Linked DNA regions of Cricetulus griseus: region 2 is linked to region 1. The links are chromatin contacts, called in public Hi-C maps. All regions are on one chromosome and are shown on one strand. Each heading gives the region's core, a stretch centred on a gene start, on an enhancer-like site or on the middle of the called end of the contact. The rest is flanking DNA. Distances are from core to core; before and after follow the strand shown. Region 1 holds the start of Rsrc2 (arginine/serine-rich coiled-coil protein 2). Region 2 holds the start of Denr (density-regulated protein).

The links. A called contact is a pair of places that touch in the nucleus more often than the background predicts.
Region 2: a contact with region 1 is called in a Hi-C map of the CHO-K1 cell line, with 4 times the contacts expected there. The contact joins the promoter of Denr here to the promoter of Rsrc2 in region 1. A contact is called at or near these places in 3 of 8 Hi-C or Micro-C datasets (the CHL-YN cell line, the CHO-K1 cell line and fibroblasts).

The regions. Positions count from the first base shown.
Region 1 is chr4:103,498,027-103,504,911 of CriGri-PICRH-1.0, forward strand. Rsrc2 (arginine/serine-rich coiled-coil protein 2) reads right to left here and starts at 1,716. Exons shown (of 10, transcript XM_027413968.2): 1 at 1,565-1,716. The coding sequence starts at 1,570. LOC100766053 (kinetochore-associated protein 1) reads left to right here and starts at 1,923. Exons shown (of 65, transcript XM_027413966.2): 1 at 1,923-2,070; 2 at 3,034-3,080; 3 at 3,687-3,857; 4 at 6,640-6,760. The coding sequence starts at 3,729.
Region 2 is chr4:103,641,688-103,648,380 of CriGri-PICRH-1.0, forward strand. Denr (density-regulated protein) reads left to right here and starts at 1,936. Exons shown (of 8, transcript XM_027413958.2): 1 at 1,936-2,086; 2 at 2,749-2,863. The coding sequence starts at 2,758.

The sequences.
Region 1 (6,885 bases), core at 466-2,965:
GCAACAGAGGAACCACTGTGTGACACAGGTTATTAGCCGTCACTTTCATATGTAAAACACACTACAGAATAAAATCCATGTCACCATTAAACACATGTAATACTAGGTGCCCCAATTAGCAAAATCACTCAGCTTTACTTCAATTTAGCTGAAATCCATAAAAACACCGCAAACTGCCTTATATTTAGTCACTGGGTCTATGAGAAAGCCACCAGCTTTCTACAATTTACATCTTGAAAACCCTAGATAACTGAAGCACAGCATACAATTCCTTTCCCAGGGCAAAGGAAGTAAATAGCAGGCTTAATACTGGGCCAGTTCTCTGGGGGATTGCCTTTATTGTGGAGGGCACCGCAGAAATCAAATATCTGAATTTATTTCACTTAATGGAACACAAGAAAAACAATACTACTATTTGCTTGACGTATATTAAGAGGCCCATGACACAATTTATAAGTATTAGTCCCGTAATTTAAAGCACCTTATCTACTCTTTGAAGCCTCATGAAAAAATATTTTAAATTCAACTAGACATAAAGGATAATGAGATGCAGAAAAAAACCTACTTGTACCATTCTAATTTCAAAATTACAACTGTCAGGGAGAGCAATTCTTGTCTACAATATGAAGTTAAAACCTTTTAGTCACAAAAATATTTTCTCTATATAAGTAGAAACAAAACAGTCACAGGATAATATGATTCACTAAAAACGGGCATAGTATATCCAGGGCAGGCTTCCTGTTCAAAGAGGTCACTTAGGTACGGTTTTTATACGGGTCAAGAAAGGGGTCTTAAAGGAACAAGCCCGGCGGTTCTCAAAGACTTAAAATGGTAAAACGAGTCGCTCTGAGGCACAAGTATACCAGGGAATGGAACTGGATAATTACAACAATTTTTACTCTTTAAGACAATCTCAACTCCAACCGAGAAGGTTCACACCGACAAACACTAAGCAAAAAAAAAAAAAAAATAGGCAAAGTACCCCATATCTAAGGGTTCGCCCAAAAGGCTTAGACTGTTTCCGAGGTCCTGAGTTCAATTCCCAGCAACCACATGGTGGCTCATAACCACCTTGAATGAGATCTGGTGCCCTCTGTTGGCATGCAGGCAGAAGACTGTATAGACTGTATACATAACACTTTCAAACACTCTAAAATCATAAACAGTCTGCCAGAGACGGTTTCTGATTTTTTTTTTCTTTCCAGTCGCATTTCTCCAGTGTTAGCGTAAACTCAGAAGCCCTACCGAAACGCAACACATACCACTAGTCTGGGTTAACGAGATGAGTACCACAGTTCGGTGGGCTTCTTAAAATACGGGGTGAGGAAAACGATGAGGAAAGTTCTGGAAAAAAAAAGCCATTCCCTGCGGCTCCCCACCCCCATCCACACCGCCTTACCTCCCCCTCCCTGCGGCAGGAAGCCATGATGGCGAGTGCAGAAAGCGGCCGCGGCGCCATTTTGTCCACACACAAGCACGGACAACAGCTCCGAGAGCTGTTCACTCTGTGTAAAGAGACAAAAAAAAAACCAGCCCTGGCTTTCAAATTCGAGTTAGTACCTACCGCCATTGTTTTTGAGTCCCGGCCGCTAACGCGGCACCACTGCTTGACGCGCTCAACAGTACTGGCCACCCCGAAGCTTCGCCACAGACTTTCTCTGGCGCGAGAGACCCGGATGGCACAAAAGGGATGAGGCCTGGCGCGGCGCGCAGCTTGCTGGGAAAGAAAAGGGGTGGCGATAAGAGTTTCTATAACAACGCGGTTCGACATGGTGATTGGCTAGTCTTTCGAAGGGCGTGGCGCAAGGCCTGTGAAGTGGGCGGGGCCAGGAATTCACAATAACATGAATCCTCCCTAGTTGAGATTCAATTTGATCTAGGGCGGGGCGGTTTCCTAGTTCGAGTGTGAGAGAGTTTTGGCCTGCTTCAGCCCCCGTAGAAGGGGTTGGGCGCGGTGTTCTCCCGCCAATTCAAAGCAGTGGCGTGGAACCTAAAAAGAGTAGGAGCGGTTGTGTGAGTCAGGAAGAAGTGTAAAAAACTTGAGTTCTCTTTTAGTTTCTCCAGCTGCAGGTGAGAAGGCTCTACCGCGCTGCTTTTGGGAAGCGGGAGTCGTGTCAGGTGAAAACGGAAGGGGCTTTTCGTCAGCTTGACGCTGGCGGGAGAAAGTTGGAGGCGATTCTAGCTGGCTGGCCCGATGCGCGTTCGTGGGTAGCTTCATTGACTGTTTTATCTCGTTCACGATGTTATATTGTCTCATCTGTTTTTCTCTCGCAATCAATGATGCCAAAAGTCTGTGCTGATCACCTGTTCGCTTAGTTCGCTTCCTTGCACTAAGTAGAAAATTCAGTCTTTAAAGACCTTACCGCTCTCCTACCGTCTCTGAGCTTTTGCACTCTTCCGAGTGACTGCAATCACTGTTTTCCTTGACCTTACGTAGTTGGTTTCCCGTCGTCCAGGATTCAGTACCTCCTTTACCAAACAAGTAAAACAAAACTGTTTTATTTATGTATTTATTTGACTTTTCGAGACACGGTTTCTCTGTGGCTTTTGGAGGCTGCCCTGCAACTCGCTTTGTAGACCAGGCTGGTCTCGAACTCATAGAGATCCTCCTGCTTCTGTCTCACAAGTGCTGGGATAAAAGGAATGCGCCACCACTGCCTGGCAACACATAAATCATATCATCCTTGTCTACATAGCAAGTTTGAGACCAGTGTGGTCTACAGGAGATTCTCTCTCCAAAAAAAAAAAAAAAAAAAAAAAAAAAGAAAAGAAAAGAAAGAAAGAAAAAGGTAAACCATAATAGCAAAAACATTTTTCTGTCTCACTCATAATTGTTCTCTGTCTGTTCAAGACAGGGTTTCTCTGTGTATCCCTGGCTGGCCTAGAAACCCTCTGCAGACAAGGCTGACCTCAAACTCACAGAGATCAGGTTTGTCTCTGCCTCCCTACTGCTGGGATCAAAGGTGTGTGCTGCCACCGCCCTGCTCATAGGCTTAAAAAATACAGATTTTATTATTATTCCTTTGTGTGCAGGTGCTTGTGGGGTCAAGAAGAGGTCATCAGGTCACCTGGAGCTTGATGTAAGTCCTGGGCATCGAATTTTGGTCCAATGGAAGAGCAGCAAGCACTTTTAACCCATAAACCATCTTTAGCATCCCCCCTCCCCTTAGATATCCAAAGTTATCTAGGGATGTTTTCTACCTTATTACTTCGGTCCCACTCAGTTTACAGATGATATGAATTGTGTTTGTTAATGAAAAAAGTCTTGCCTGGGTTTCAGTGTAGTTTTTGATGAAGGTAGGAACCATCTCATGAAGGAGGGTGTAGCCATGATAGAGAACTTGCCTGCCATGCACCTAACCTTCATTACACCCTAGTGTGGTATACAAACTGGAACCCCCCCCCCCTTAGTTTGTTTGGTTTTGAAACAGGGTTTCACTATGTAACCATGGCTGTCCTGGAACTCAGCCAGTAGACTGGCTAACCTCAAACTCAAAGAGATCTGCCTGCCTCTGCCTTTAATCCCAAGTACTGGGATTAAAGGCGTTCATGGCCTTTGCCCAGTTTGAAGTTAAGTTTTAATATATTGATACTAGTTTTTGTTCTTTGAGTAACACTTCATTACCAAAAGAACTGGATCCTATGCACAAAAATAATTTGATCTGTAACTTTATTTGTTGTTCTAGGAAAGACGGTGGTCCCTTCCTCTCACAGACAATCTCAGAAGCATGTGGAACAATGTTGAGCTGCTAACAAGTGATGACACTGGAAGTGGACACATCAATGGTGGTTCAAGAAAAGAAAATGTGACTGCTTTGTATCAAGTAGACTTACTTGGGAGGATCTCCTCTGAGAAGGTAATGATCTCATAGTGCCTATGAGTCATCTTAGTGTTTCCAACACTTCCTAACTCACATGCAAGGTGGATGCAAGCTGGATTGGATGTGGTGGATCAAGTCTGTAATTGCAGTGTCTGGAGGATGAGGCAGGTGGGAGGCCAGCCTGAGTCCTGTCATGAGTCCATCTGCCTTCTGCTTAGAAAATAAGACATTCCCAATAGGGTTGAAGACTAGGGCTCCCTCCCTGACCCGGGTCTGCCCCATTCTCTACCAAGATAAGCACTCTTAGGACTGGTGGTTGGAGTCAGGTGTTTCTACATTCATCCAGGCACAGAAATAGTGGAGAGACTATGCAAAGCAATAGAAAAGACTAGAATGCCCTGCAGGAAGCAGCAGGACACCGGAGGGAAGGTACCCAAGGCCTCTCTGGTTTGTGGCTTCCTTTTGTGGGGCTCAAGAGGGGGAGGCATTTGATTGCTAAGAGGTGTAGTATAGGCAGTTCTCTATTTTGATTGACAGATGAGGTCATAATTGCTTTTGTGCTACGCATATCCTTTCCAATAAGGTAAATAGGGAGTTTTCCCTAAAAACTTCTTGATACAATTTTGCCTTACTGTACATGTACTCAAAACCAGTTGAAGCCTGACCGTGTTTCTGTGCTTTGTACTTAACTGCATTGGAAGTACATTTGACTAGAAACTATTTGAATTTAATTGTTAAGGGTACAGACATTTATTTTACTGTTCAGAGATTGGTATGATGTAGATGCCAGTCTGAAGGCATTTGGAGGTAGTTAGGTGTATTGTTCAGAGGGTGTGTGTGTGTAGCATATATAGGTAAAGGGGTTAGGTTCTCAAGTGCTTTACTACATAATCCAAGCCAAATATAGTCACAGGCTAAATGAACTCTTGTGGGGTTTATTCTGATTTATTCTTTCTGTGCATTTTTCTGTATTTTAACTTTTTCTTTTCTTTTTTTTTTTTAAAGGCAGGGTCTTAACTGTAGCCCAGGCTACAATGAAGATTCCATTTAGCCAATATTTAATAGCCAGCACTTGTTCTTACCCATCTTTCTTGATAAGTTATACAGTGAGACTGAGGCAGAATTATTTTCACTAGACTTTCAATGTCGGTGATAAGTATGTCCCTGCCTTATATGGATCTTTTTCATGGAGGTATATATTCTCAATTCACAATTCACAATGGTTCCCATCCCTAGTTTAGGCATAATACTAAGACTTTAAGTCAGGCTTGAGTCATGTATTCTTCTTGATGCCTGGTTCCTATAACTTGATATTAGCTTTTGGGAGATAAGGGGTTAAACAAGGTACCTTTGCTCTTCTGTGTCCATCCTGGTTTATATCCCTACTTAGGATCCTGTATAAATTTGAGATATGCCTTACAATATAAAAGTACTTGATGACTGACTAGGCAGACTAAAGAGAAAAGTCTTGCCTGGTTATGTTTTAAAGTAAAGATATATGACAATACTTTTGCTTGTTTGTTTTTTCAAGACAGGATTTCTCTGAATCAGTCCTGGCTGTCCTGGAACTCACTCTGTAGACCAGGCTAGTCTCAAACTCACAGAGATCCACCTACCTCTGCCTCCTAAGTGCTGGGATTAAAGGCATTCACTGCCACTGCCCAACTTGTTTGTTATTATTGTTGTTATTTGTTGTTATTGTTTTCTGAGACAGGGTCTGTATGTAGTCCTGCATATACTGGAATTTGATATGTAGACCCAGCTGGCCTTCAACTCACAGAGATCTGACTGTCTCTGCCTACTTGAAAGGAGCAAACAAAAGCACTTTGGCCTAAGTACTGCCATTTTGACTTCAGACTCTATTTTACCTGTAGGATGAAACACAGTTCAAGTTCCTAGGCCATAGAGGAGTTGGGAATCTTCAAATAGCTGACCTATCTCTTCCTTATACAGTAGAAGCATTCTGCTATTTTGTTTTGTTTTCAAGATAGTGTTTCTGTGTTGTCCTGGCTGTGTTGGAACTCTCTCTGGACTAGACTGGCTTTGAACTCACAGAGATCCACCTGCCTCTGCCTCCTGAGTGCTGGGACTAAAGGCATGCACCACCACTGCCATGCTGAAGCAGTCTGTTACGCCTGTTAGTTCTCTAAGACATTATGACTGTTCCTAACTACAGAAAGAACAAAGGAGTCTGATTGGTTGGATTGAATTTTGTGTCTTATATTTTGTGTCTGTTTACCATGATGGAAGACACAAAGAAAGTTCCAAATCTTTGACAATCTGATTAATGAAAATCAAAACTGTAACTTGGCAAGAAATGTTTGTGGTCGCCGGGCATTGGTGGCTCATGCCTTTAATTCCAGCGCTCGGGAGGCAGAGTCAGGCAGAACTCTGAGTTCAAAGCCAGCCTGGTCTACAGAGCTGGTTCCAGGACAGGGTCCAAAGCAGTACAGAGAAACCCTATCTCAAAAACAACCAAAAACAAAACAAAACAAAAAAGCCCAAAAAACCTGTTTGTGGTTTTGTGCTTATAAGCCCTGCTTCTGCCCCTGCTTGGGGCTGCCAGGAGAATCAAGGCTTCTGAGTCTTTTTCCTGCAGCCCTGATTAATCAGTGACTTGCTTATGTGGTGATATATTAAAGACTTTTGAACCTGTGTCATCTCTCTCCTCGTGGTGTATAATATGCTGGGTATAACATACTGAGTACTGGAATCTTAAAATAAAAATTGTGTGTACCACTACACCTGGCCCTATGATAATACTATTAAGTACCATGAATCTTATATGAAAGATTGGTCATGCTTTTCCCTCCTCCAGGCCTCACTGAATCCAAAGATACAAGCATGCAGCTTAAGTGATGGCTTTATAATTGTTGCAGACCAAACAGTGATATTGCTTGACAGGACATGCAGAACACTTCAGTTGCATCTTATATTTGGTAAGTCTGACAGAGTGAAATACCTGAGAGTCAACCTTATTGCTACTGGATTCTAATGGGCCTTGTTTTCTTTAATCCACTGTTATAAGAATTAAAATTAGATGAATTTCAGGAAAATCACCAGT
Region 2 (6,693 bases), core at 686-3,185, 140 kb after region 1:
TGGACAAAGCTGAGGAGGACAAAGGTAGAAAAAAACTTGAGTACATTGGCATTTCAGGCACAAAGGAAGGACCGGGCACTCACTCCCAAGTCATCGAATCTACATCTAAAAGCCATGATTGTCACATGTGCAATTATTTTATGTGCCATTAAAATGTCGGCAATATATGCATGTTCGTGTGTGTGTGTGTGTGTGTGTGTGTGTGTGTGTGTGTGTGTGCGCGCGCGCTCGCTGTGCGCGCGCTCGCTCGTGCATGTGTGTGCATGTGTGGGCAAGGGGCAACACGAGTGTCATCCTAAGGAACTGTGCACTCTTTCTACACAAGGTCTCTTCATTGGCCTGGGCCTCACCAGCTAGGGTAGGCAGATGCCCAGTGAACCCCAGGGATCTTTCTGTCTCCAGTTCCCTGGCACAGGGACTATAAACATGCCACACCACATCTGGCTTGAAATATTTATTTGTTTCTTGTGTTTTTATATGATTAGGAGTGCCATGGAAGACGTGTGAGGGTCAGAGGGCCACTTTGTGGAGTTGGTTCTCTCCTTTCAACTTTATGTGGGTTCCAGGAGTTAAACTCTCAGGTGGTCAGGCCTGTGTGGCAGGTCCTCTGTCCACTAAGCCATCTTACTGGTCTCCATGCCTGGCTTTGGACATGGGTCCTAGAAATCTAATTCAAGTCTTCATGCTTGCCAACGGGGTCACACATTCAGCCCTGAATCTTGGCACTGGTTTTAAAAATGTGCTTTTCTTTTTTTCTTTCTGTTTTTTTGTTTGTTTGTTTGTTTGTTTTTGAGACAGGGTTTCTGTGTGTAGCCCTGGTTGTCCTGGAACTCACTCTGTAGACCACAATGGCCTCAAACTCACAGAGATCCACCTGCCTCTGCCTCCCAAGTGCTGGGATAAGGCCACTACACCCGGCTTAATTTTACTTTTTGGGGGCAGGGCCTTGCCTGGTATGGAACTCACAGAGATCTCTGCCTCCTTGGTGCTAGGATTAAAGACATGTATCATGAAATGCCGGAATGTGTTTTGTCTTATTTAAGAACATTATTAGAGGTCAGTGGCATTCACTAGGCCCTGGGTTCGATTCCCAGTACCAAAAAAACGTTATGGGAGACCACGCTGGATGGATCTCTGGTGAAGAGTGTTTCAGATAACTTAGTCCATGTAAAGTAAGTTGTAAACAAAATGAAAGGGCTGGCTGCAGTGTCTGTGAATGTAGTTGGCACTGGGAGTAGAGGTGATGCAGAGGAGCAGTAACTGTCTTTCTTTCTACCAAGCCCTTTCTTACGTGTCTTAGCGTTATTCCCGTTTCACAAGTGGGACTTGGGCTGAGTATGCGGATGAAGGGGTTCCCCCAAGATAAAAACAAGGAAGCAAAACCAAGGCAAGGCTTGTGTGCGGTTAAAACCAGAAACCCTGAAATGGTATGCATAAATTCAAGCATAGAACACGTAGAAGACGAGATATGCACAAATCGTACGAAAATAGTTGTGAGCCTGGTGAGGTAAATTTAAAACAGTAATTGATAGGATCTTTGCAAGAATAATTCCAGTTTAGGATATAGCAATGAAAGGAAACCCAGTGTCTCATCCAGCCGCAATCTCTCCGCAGAAGGGGTGACTTATCCATCCGGCTAGAGGCTAGCTGGGACTCTAGGATGTAGCCCAGACACTGGGGCAAGGTGCCACATCATTAATAGAGTCACCTGTGACTCAAGCGCCTCTCTGCCAGTCCGGTGCACGCCCCACTGCGCAGGAACATCCATCCAGAGGCGCCGCTGGTTCGTCCTCGCCACTAGCTAGCGAGCGCCTCCTACCGGCCGCCTGCCTCTACGCCATCCAGCCCCGTTCCCTCTACCCCAGCGCAGCGCGCATGTCCCTCCCTCTTCGCCCCGCCCACCCGCGGCAGTCAGGCTTCTCGCGACATCCGGCTAGCGGCTGCCGGGATCTCGCGATAAAGGCCTATTGTCTCGCGCGAGCGAGCCTCCAGACGGCTTTCGGACTGCTGTGGCCGGGGAAGAGGAGTTGCATGTGTCGCTTCGGCGGGCGGGAGCGGAGGCGGCGGGGGCCGTGCGACCGGCTGGGTAACGAGCGCTCGCGCCTCTGCGGCTCCCCAGGAGCCGGTGGAGCGTGTGGGGCAGCCGGGGCGCTGCTGGAGGAAGGGGGCCGGGCCGAGCGTCTGTCTCCACGCCCGCCCACATGGGGGGTCTCCCCATAGCGCCAGCCCTGCCAAGCGCTGCCGGCCCCTTTGGTCCTTCGTCCCAGCGTTGTCTCCCGAGGCCTGACTCGGTCTCTCTCCCTTGGTACCCTGCTGTCGCCTCACCCTACACTCTGGTCACCTCGAGTGACTCGCCCCTGTCGTGCAGACGCTCCGTAGCCGTCCCTACAGTTTGCATCCCTCCCGTATTGTGAGCCTCGGAGCTGCCCTGTCCGTGTTGAAGTCACCCACCCCTCCTGTACCCCCCAGCCGCTTCTCCTTTTTCTCTGGTGTCCCTTTTGCCCTCGCCCCAAAACTCAGCCTTCGTTGGCTCTTTTACTCCTGCTTTCCCTGTAAATCCGTGGAACCCGTAGATGAGCTCACAACTGGTCATATTTTGCCACTCCAACTAAACGTGTGTCCTTTCTGATAGAATCGAAACAGCTTCGGGGGGCTGGGGTACATAGTGAAAGCTAAGGACTGCACCCATATGCTGCTTTTTGGGTGGTCGAGCTCCAAAATAGTGAAGTTGTGTCGTTTTGCTTACAGGTTTGTGAGATGGCCACTGACGTTTCTGAATCCAGTGGGGCTGATTGCAAAGGCGATACGAGGAACAGTGCCAAGTTAGATTCGGAATACCCTCTTCGAGTCCTTTATTGTGGAGGCAAGTGTTGGAAGGAAAAAGAAATGACTTTTGCTCACTTTTTATGCCTAATGTGGTAGTTTCACTTTTGGTCTTGTTAGTTCTGTCTACTTATGGTTTGGTGGGTTCTTAAGGAGGGAGCCTAGTGAGGACGCATAGGTTAACTTCTTGTCCTGTGTCATTTGGGTCTCGCTTTCTGACTTAGAGGAGTTTACAGTCCAATTGGAATAGAGAAAGGCAAGTGGATTATCCCAGCCAGATGTTGGATGCATATTGCTTTGTTATGGAGAGCTTGTAAAATACGTGAAGTATGGAAGTGAGAAAGGACATCCTAAAGAAAGTTGGGAAGAAAAGGAAGGCCTGGAGATGTTGCTTAGCAGCAGAACACTTGTCTAGAAAGTTCAGAGCCTCAAATCCCAGTACTGGGGTGAGGAAGGATTAATCTTGATGGCTGACTAGAATCTTGAGGGCTTTTTTTTTTTTTTTAACTTTAATTTATTTGTGTTTGTGTGCATTTGTGTCATGATCCATGTGTGAATGTTGGGGGCTACCATGCAGATCGTGGGGGTTGAACTCAGGTGCCTTTACTCCATGAGCTCTGAGAGCAACTTTGGATTGTTACAGTACAGGAAGGGTGATGGTTAAGGAGTAGAGCAGATGAGGCTGGCAGGCTGTGCAGTAGACAGTCTATGGACAGTTAGGTTTTGTGTGTAGCTGTGGCTGTGCCTGCATATGATGCCAGAGGTCAAAGTTGGGTCACACTCCACGGTGGGTGTTTTTTGAACAAGCACTAGGGATCCTCCGCCTCCCCAGTGTTTCGATTGTAGTCCTGTGTTTGTGTTTGCTTTTACGTGGATGCTGAGGTTGCTGGGGATTCCGACTCAGTCTTTAGGCTTATGTACTGTGGCAAGTACTTTATTGAATGAGACTAAGGCATCTCCCCAGTCCAGACTCCGTTTTAATGACAGGGTTTCTCTGTGTAGCCTTGGCTGTCCTGGAACTTACTCTGTATGACAGGCTGACCTCACAGAGATCCGCCTGCTTCTTGACTCCTGGGTGCTGGCATTAAAGGTGTGTGCCACCACTGCCCAGTTTAGAGTTTTTAACAAAACAAAGTTGGAGTTTAGTAACAAACAGGTTTGCCCCCCCCCATCACCAAGGAAAGCCTAAGACAGTTTATCTCCAGTCATCACCCACTTGTTCTTTTTATTATTTATTTATTTATATATTTTTATTTATTTATTTATTTATTTCTGAGACAGAGTCTCACTTTGTAGCCTTGGCTAGCCTGGAACTTAGAGATCTACCTGCCTCCGCCCAGAGTGCTGGGATTAAAGGTAACTACTTTTTTAAAAAATGGGTTTCTGTATGTGCCTGAGTGTGTGTATGCATGCCACAAATGTGCAGGAACCCACAGAGGGGAAGGGCTTTGGATCTCTTGGAACTGGAGTCACAGGTGGTTCTGAGCCACCACATGAGTGCAGGGAATCAAACCCGAGTCTTCTGTGGGAGCAGTAAGCTTTTTTAACCACTGAGATATCTCTCCAGCCCCAACTTTTTTTTTTTTTATGAGCTTAATTAATTTTATTGTAGAGAAACTGTGGTAACCATGGTTGAATACTGTGTCATGTGCATGGAGATTCTGGTCTGAGTTTTCACAAGATAGTCTGTAAGTTCCTGATAGGGAGATTTTAATGGAACACAGTCTTTTTCCAGAGGGTCAGGTAGCTGTAGGCCTTGGAGATGGTATCAGAGGTGACTTTGGTGAAGTTGCCCAGGTAGCTCTACAGACCCTGACTGAAATACAGTGGTCATCATCAGTATTGGCCATTGGTACCAGCTTCTTGGACATAGAAGCCAAGACAATGTCAATGCCCCTGTTGGTGGAGATGAAATACACCAGTACAAAGCTGTAGCAAGCAGCCTGTCACTTTGTATGGAGTGTGCGGTTCTTATGCCTTCAGTAACCTTTCTACATGGGTGGTAGACAGCTTGGCTCCTTGAATGGCAGTGGTGCCCGTGGAGCATGTCACCTCTAGATTGGTGTGACTGATGCAGTCCTCAGTGTCAGATGCCTTGAATAGGATCTGCTGGTCGCTGTGAGTGTGCTTCTACCTCAGCACAGTCTTCAGAACCCTTAGCCTTATGGGATGTCTCCAGGAGAAAGTCAATATCCTGATTCCTCAAGGGCCTGGAGATTGATCTCCTCTAGAGACTTGCTCTTGTCCTTGACCAGGTAGCTCAGCTTGGTGATAGGGATCCACTTTCTGCCTTTGGTCTTCACTCTCTGAGTAAAAAACACCTGTGGGCTCAGCCCTGGCCCTCATCATGACTCTGGAGACTGCTGCCAAAGCCTCCAAGGAAGTTACTGTGGCCTCCCAAGCCTGGGCCCCAGAGCCTCTGGGGCCTCCACTTCAGCAGCGTCATCTCTCCTTTGGTGTGTTCCCAGGGAAGATGTAACAGTTTTAGTATAAATCCTAAGCAAGGGCTTTAAGGGAGGTAGTAGGAGGTGCTTAGCAAAAGGAGAGCACACAGCCAAGACATGTTTGCTGGCTTCCTGAGAGGGGGCCGACAGGTGGCTCAGTGGGTAAGCATGCTTTCTGTAAGTCCTGACCTCTAAAGTTGATGTGAAGGTACACATGTAATCCTTGCACTCATGCAGGCTAGTCAGGAGGATCTGTAAATTCCAGGCCAGCTTGTGCTGCGTAGAACCTCTCTTAAAACTTGAACGGAAGGTATGGGACAGAGGGGAAAAAAGGAAGAAATTACATAGAGTTAATTGTGTTTTGTTATAATGTTGGTTGTCAGAATTATTGGCCAGCGTGTGCTTTCTAACTTAAATACTTCCTACGAATATGGCCCCAGGCAAGATACTTGATTTCTGTAAGATTTGGAGATTTGTGTCTTAATATGTGTTAAGAGGAGAAAAAAGATGATGTATTAAGGCAGATGAGTGCATATCTAATCCCAGTGCTCAGGAGACAGAAGCAAACTGTCCTAGTCTACATAGCAAGAACGTGATAAATAAAGACCAAGCAGGGCATGGTGATTCAGACCTATAGCTTAGGAGATGGAGAAAGGAACGTTGTGGCAAGATTGAGGCCAGCTTGGGCTACAAATAGAAGCTACAGAGTAAGTAAGACTGTATCTGGGTGGTGGCATACAACTTTAATCCCAGCAGTCAGGAGACAGAAGCAGGTGGATCTCTGAGTTCAGGACAGCCAAGCTACACAGAAACCCTGTCTCAAACAAACAAACCAAAAATGCTAGTCATGGCACATATCACCTATCACACAGGCAGAGGCAAGAGGGTCACCAGAACTTCAAGGCCATCCTGATTTACATGAGTTCCAAGCCAGCCAGGGCTACATAGTGAGACCCTGTTAAGGGCCAGATAGAACTATCATTTGTTGTACCCATTTCACAAAAATTATTATTATTATTATTATTATTATTTGGTTTTTCGAGGCAGGGTTTCTCTGTGGCTTTGGAGGCTGTCCTGGAACTAGCTCTTGTAGACCAGGCTGGTCTCGAACTCACAGAGATCCGCCTGCCTCTGCCTCCTGAGTGCTGGGATTAAAGGCATGCACCACCAACGCCCGGCCATTTCACAAAATTTAAGATTCTTTTTTGTTGTTTTTGTTTTTCTAGGCAGAGTTTCTCTGTATAACAGCTCTGGCTGTCCTTCAGCTCATTTTGTAGATCAGGTTGGCCTCAAACTCAGAGATCCATCTGCCTCTACCTCCCAATTGCTGGGATTAAAGGTGTGTGCCATCACCGACCATCAAGATTCCTTGTTTTACGTATTATTAGATTAGGTTGCATTAAGAAAAAAAGATGGCAGTTAGGGC